Regions from separate parts of the Gossypium hirsutum genome. Here region 2 is linked to region 1. A link is a contact called in public Hi-C data. All regions are on one chromosome and are shown on one strand. The core of a region is the stretch at or near the end of the contact, and the rest is flanking DNA. Distances in the headings are between cores, read along the strand shown.

The links. Hi-C and Micro-C count contacts between places; a contact is called where the count stands out from the background.
Region 2: a contact with region 1 is called in a Hi-C map of leaf, with 2.9 times the contacts expected there. The contact joins the promoter of LOC107914466 here to the promoter of LOC107914401 in region 1. A contact is called at or near these places in 6 of 34 Hi-C or Micro-C datasets (hypocotyl, leaf and petal).

The regions. Positions count from the first base shown.
Region 1 is chrD10:15,995,528-15,999,104 of Gossypium_hirsutum_v2.1, reverse strand. LOC107914401 (protein MKS1) reads left to right here and starts at 1,871. Exons shown (of 1, transcript XM_016843309.2): 1 at 1,871-2,843. The coding sequence starts at 2,060. The coding sequence ends at 2,671. It overlaps LOC107914400 (protein tipD), which reads right to left. Exons shown (of 9, transcript XM_041102112.1): 9 at 2,821-3,510. The coding sequence ends at 2,972.
Region 2 is chrD10:16,129,616-16,132,893 of Gossypium_hirsutum_v2.1, reverse strand. It overlaps LOC107914466 (probable pectinesterase/pectinesterase inhibitor 51), which reads right to left and starts at 1,910. Exons shown (of 2, transcript XM_016843388.2): 1 at 631-1,910; 2 at 1-344. The coding sequence starts at 1,654.

The DNA of each region.
Region 1 (3,577 bases), core at 622-3,121:
TAATCAATTTGGTACCGATTTTGGGCGTTACGAGGGTGCTAACCCTTCCTCGTGCGTAACTGACTCCCGAACCTATTTTCTCAAATTTCGTAGACCAAAATTGTTTTTAAGGTGAGCCGGTCACACCTCAATCAAGGATCGGTGGCGACTCCAGTTTTATTTTCAAAGTCGACAACTAAATTTTTTATTTTTCAAAAAAACGGTTTCGACAATCATATATATGAAATAGTGATCATATACATATATCAATATACGAAATAACTTAGTTTTTAAATCCATAATTATAGTGATTAAGGTTCAATTTTTGTCACTAATATCAATAAAAAATGAAGTTTAGTAAATTATACTTTTTTTATTGGGAATTAATTAATTATGAGAAAGTGTATTTATATTTATTATAAGAATAATATATGATGCATCGTCAGTACATAAGTCTCAAGCATCATCCGTAACTAATAATAAGACATGCAGGAGGAAAGCCAGAAAATTTTTTTAGGGGGCGAAATTAAATTGTAATTTTTACAATAGTAAAAATGCAATTTCACCATTTTAATAGCCTTTATCTTTATAATTTTTGAAGGATTAAATCAAACTTTTATCATTTTTAGGGGGTCAAAGTGCAATTTTACCTTTATTAATTTAAAATTTTAAAAATTTCAAAGGGCTTAAATAGAAAATTTTTTCATTTTAGGGGGTGGGGCTCTTGTTAACCTCCCCTAGTTTTACCCCTGATGACATGTCATTATTAAATTAAACAAAAAAATGAAAGATTTGTAAATAAATATTAATAAAACGTTTTTACATTAATTATGTTATAGGAAGTGTGCTTATATTAATTATATATATATATATAAAAGTAAGTTTATATTAATGAGAGGAAAAATGAATGGAAAAAAATACAAATTTTATCAATAATGATATCAATATATACCCTATTTGGCAATTGGTTGATAGTTGATAGCTGATTATTGATTGTAGTAGTTGGTTTGACCAACTGATTCTATTAATTGTTTAGTTGAAAGTGTTTAGTAAAACTTAGTTGATAGCTAAAAGCTGATGCGTAAAATAACAAATAAGGATATGCCACATTTTATTCTTTAAGTATTTATTTGTTTATAATACTTTAATTTTTATTGGGTGAAATTATTGAAATGAAACACTATTACCAAGAAATGAAAACATCCATTATGAAAATTAAGTAGTGGATATTTTAGAAATTTAAATAAACAAAGTTCTTAAGTTCCTTATTTGCAAATATTAGCCTTGTGGAAATTGTATAATTGTAAATTATATATAATTATATCATGTTCTTAGTATACAAATTAGTGATAATTATGTCACACTCTAAATAAATTTGTCAAGTAGTATATTTCAATTAATATAAAATTGCATAAGAAATTATTTTACACAAGTAAATTAAAAATAAATTAAGATACATAAATATTCAAGGATGAATGGGCTCAACTGAAAATTTCTCGTAGCAATATTGATTTTTGTTGATTCATGGTGGAGTGTTTTTTTGTAGATTCACATGGAGGGTTTTTTTTTTTGAGATTTACTTTGGACTTTAGAGGTGAAATGAAAATGGGAGAATAAATGCTACTGATATATTGGCACTCTATTAGGTTTGAGTATATGGCAAAGAGTAATTTTTTAGCAAGTATGATTAGATATATCATTCCACATATCTCACTTCCAATCGGCCATAGAAAAAAGTTATTCATTCCAACGTTTTTTATTTTGAAGGTTTTAGCTCAACAAGCTCTTATAAACTTTTATCATCAAACATTACAATTTGAGTATTAAATCCAAACTCTTGCAGCCCAAAACAACTAAAACAATCTGCCCACCCCTAAATTTATAAGTTGGAGATAAATTTCAAAAAGGAAAAAAAAGGAAGTAATACTAATATTTGCATTGACTAGTCAATTCTTTTGGTCAAAAGTCAAAATAATGTGCCTCAAAGCCTCTTATCATATCATTACCAACTAAATAAAAATTGCTCATCATTCTCTGATCTTCGTCTCTCGAAACCTTTCTTTACTGCCCATCCTCAATCATGGACCTTCACTTTCCCAAGCGCCAGTTACAAATCCAAGGTCCACGCCCCAACCCACTCAGACTCAGCAAAGACTCCCATAAAGTTAAAAAACCACCTCACCCGCCACCTCGCGCCGCTGCCCCTCCCGCTGTCCAACACCGTCGCGAGCCTGTAGTCATCTACGCTGTCTCACCCAAAGTCATCCACGCTGAACAATCCGACTTCATGTCAGTAGTACAACGATACACCGGGCTTTCATCCGAAAGCTTCTCTAGCGGTGGCGCAATATCGCCGGCGGCTAGGATGGCAGTGACGGAGAAGGCAAGTCTGACCCCAAGAGAGAGAGTAGTAGAAGTGGGGGTGTTCGGGGAAGGTGGGATGGAAGAGAGTTTGATTCGGATTCCACCAGGGATACTTTCGCCTGCGCCGGAAGCGTTGCCGGCTGTAGAAACGGGAACGATCTTTTCGCCGGCGTCGGAAGCTCGAATGATGACGGTTTTGAATGACTGGAGCCCGATGTTTTACGGGAGTGGGTTAATGGCAAGCCCCTCTTCTATATTGCTTTCCGAGTCTTTAATTTCTTCTCCAACTCTTTCTTCTGATTTTTTTACTCAAATTTGGAAACTTTAACCAAAATTTATTTAAATTTTCCAAATCAAATTTTGGGTTTCTATATTTGGAGATTGTATTGTTAGATTTAGTGGCTTCTTCAATTGTAATAATATGCTAACTTTATAAAAAGAAATGATGAATTTGTTGTAAGAGTTTATTTTTTTATGTAAAAAGATGCAATTTTAATTTAGCTTGTATTTGAATTTTAATTCTAATTTTAACTGAAATCTGGTGGCCAATGGGTTGAATATCTTCAACCTAGAAAAAAATTCACAAATGAGAGTTCTTTCAAGTCGACCCCTTGCAACAAAAAAAATCCTATAGACTAACAGGCAATCCATAGTTGTGGAATGTCTTGATTCTTCCGTTCCGTCCGCCTGCAACAATCACGAGGCCCCATGTTTCTGGCAAGGTTGCGTGATAGTCGCCGTAGTTGTGACAGAGCTGTTGTTGTTCATACGAATAATACTCGTCTTCTGCAACTGTTATTTCCCACAACATAAGTTTTTCTTCAGGCCATGTTGCAGAACCCTTGCAGGAGCCATCTATGGAGAACCAGTTTCCAAGTGAGAATCGTTGCGAATCTCTGATCCAAGAAGTGCCCTCTATCTGATCCCCTCTCAGTGACCGATCCGAGTGCCGCTGATCTGAACCTTGGCCTAACCAAGGTATTGCTACAGACACATCTTCACAGAAGAAGTGTTCGCAAGAAGAAACAGATTTTGTATGTTTCGATGTTCGAGGGCAAATGTCATCGTAGTTCCAAACATAAACACGACAGTCTTCTCCAACTGAGATTATATGTCTCCCAGTGGACGTAAAAGATGCTGACATCTGACTTCTGGACTTGGGGAGTCCTGCAATATTCAAGCAAAATATTAGACTATGAAAATTACAACTTAATGACTGAAGTTTTGAACCTTT
Region 2 (3,278 bases), core at 661-3,160, 130 kb before region 1:
AATGTGACCAGTTGATTGAGCAGGATCGGTTCTGCCATGAGCTGTGATGGCATTGGTCTCACCTTTTTGGGGATTTAACTGCCGTGGAACAACCAATATTTCACATTCTTGGAATACAGCAGCTGAGTTTCCGAAGATGAAATCCACGTTCCCCTGAATCTGGCACTTGTTGTAGAATTGGCGGAGCGAGTGAGCATAAAGTGTATCTTGATTTCCTATGAATTCACAGTTCTCGATGACAGAGAGATCGCTATCTGATCGGAAGGCTACTGCTTGGTGAGCATCGGGGCCTGCTGTGTTCTTGATGGTGAGGCCGCTGGCCATAAATCCATCCCCAAGTACTCCTGTTACACGTTAGGATGATGAGAAACTCAAAACAAATAAAAGCTATGGATTTGGAAAATTTGACTGATCTTTCAAAGTCTACGTTGAATTTAAGAGGCATTTCCAAGTAAATTACAAAAAGTTGAAGTCATCTCTCCGGTCTAATAAAGATCCTAAAACATATATAAAAAATGATATCTAGCAAACCCCAAATTCGGAATTCCTTCCACCGTGTCCGCACAGACGAATCACCGAATTCTGATGTTTTATCGAAAAAAGTTAAAATAAGAGGGTGGGGTTACTCACCGACTGTCGCAGACTCGTAAGTGGTCATTCCAGGCTGCCCCACATTTAGAGAACCTGTAATAACGGTTTTACCCCTCCCCTCCCCCAAGAACACCACATTTTTCTTCGCCAACGGAACCCTCACCGTTTCCTCGTACACCCCTTCCTTTATCTCTATCACGAACCGTCGCCCCGCTTCTGCATTATCCGGCGCCGCGTTCACCGCCTCTTGCACCGTCTTGTAACACCCTCCGCTCCCGTCTTTGCACACCGTTACGTCCGACTTTAATCCCGTCGGGAAACCCCCGTCGAACACCAGTTCCGTTCCGCCCGACCCTTTCTCGTAGAACCCGTCCCGTTCCGTTTTGGGTGGGGCCCACGAATTGATGTTGTCCCCGTAATTATCGTAAGCGGCCATCATGCTTAACGCGTTGCTGGTGTGCTGCGTCAAAGAGTCCAAGAACGCCATGGTTTGGTTGACCAATTGGGTGTCATTTGCGTACTTGAGGGCGCCCCAGCAATCGTATTGGTAGCAAAGGGCGGCGCTCATCCATGCACGTGCGTCCTTGATCTTGCCACGTGATAACGCGTCGACGGTCGAGTTGATGCGGTAATCAGAGTTGGAAAGGATTTCATCACAGATGGAAGCGGCGTTGGTGCGGTTAAGGTTGCCTTTGGAGGATTCGAGGATGGATTTCACCATGGATTGTCCGGTTTTGAGGTTGTGGGAAGAGACAGAAATGGCGGAGAGGATGATTTGGAGGGAAGTGGGGTTGGGAGGGAGTGTTAGAGAGGATTCACAAGGTTGAGGAAAACGAGTGGAGTGGCAGGCGAGGCGGATTTGAGAAGTATTTTGAGGTGGGTGTTGTTGGAGATGGTGGCGATGGGAAGAAGAGAGGGTGAAGAAAAGAGCGAGAGAAAGAAGAGAAAGGAGAAGAAAAGCAGACATTGAGATGAGCAGAAGGCGACAAGCGGGTTTCCGGAGCGGGTTTTTGGAAGGTATATTATGATTTGGGTGGGGTGGTTGTGGTGGAGATGAGGGCATGGTTTAATAGTGGGTGGGAATGGGGGTATTTATAAATCCAAGAGATGGTGGAGGGGTTTTGGTGAATTCACGAGAAGAAAGAGTCACGGGGGGCATGTTTGATTTTGGAATTTTCCCCCATGGAAAGGGAGGAAGAAGGAGGTGTGCGGCCAATCCATTTACTTGTTCTTCACTGTCAGCACACCACTGATTGGTCGATTTTAGTTTTTGGGGGAAATTTAGGGAAGTGGAGAGAAGGGAATTAAGTATATGTCTCTTTTTCCTGCTTCTGTCTCTAATTTTGTCTCCTTTTACAGCGGTTAACGGGTTTGTTGGGTAATATCATACCATAATATTTAAAATATTATTTTAACTTTTTTGTTTAATTTTTTTTATTTTTTTAAGTTTAAAATTTGAGGTAAAAACTAATATATATTAATTTTATTAACGTGATATATACGTGGATTGTCACGTGAATATCATCTAAGTAATTAATTATTTTTTTTAAATTTTAAAAAATTAATTAATTGCTAATGCAAATTACTACATGGATGTCATGTCAATAAAATTAATAGACGTTAAATTTTTTATTCAATTTGAGGTGATATAATAAAATATTAAAATAATTATTTTCTAAAATTAAAGAACCAAATAAATTATTATACTAACAAATATATATTAAATATAATTTTAAAAAATATATATTCAACATGAACAAGTATTGTAAAAAAATTATACATAAATGATGCATTGGCCCAAATAATTGATTTCTTATATTTGAATACACTTTTAAAATTTCATCATGTGTCATCTAATAAATAAATTTTATTTTTATTTGAATTTCATTTAAAAATTAAATTAATTAAACTATGTTAATTGATTACTTCTGATTGATTTGATTATATACTAGTAGCCTTTGATTAAATAGAGAATTTATGCTACAAGAACAAATTAACCAATATATCTCACCGGATCAAGAGCCAATATATCTCTCATTAATAGGCTATATTTGACAATAGAAATGTTAAATGGATTGCCTTCTAATAACATGATATTATTATTATTATTATAAAAAGAAGAAGTAAATATTTTTATTTTTATTCGGGTGTAATAGTAAGACATATTGTACTTTCAAAGAAAAGATACAGATTTAAACTTTGGAGATGATACTGTTAGGAGGGGCAGTTACGAATTCCAAACATGGACCATAAAACGGATATGAAAAATACAAATTTTTTTTATATTTTTAGGGATAAATATCAAAATTATACACAAATTTTAGTTTAATGTGAAATTTGATACATGAACATTAATTTTGATTTAATTATACACAAGTACAAAAATACAGCTATTTGTTTTCATATTAAATTTTTATTTGTGTTTATATATGCAACATCAAACATAAAATAATATTACATTAATCATATTGTTAGTAATTTATAAAAATAAAAAAAAATTAAAATTTTATATATAACTTTAAATATTAAATTAAAATTTGAATATTTAACACATTACTAGATGTTATCGTTTGTCAGCGAGTTGTTAAAAAGTTGGTCCTCACATCACCTAGAATTACCTAAGAAATGAAATGACTATATGAATAGTTATTATTCAAGTAAAGGTGCCATGAGATTTGGGTTGTGTC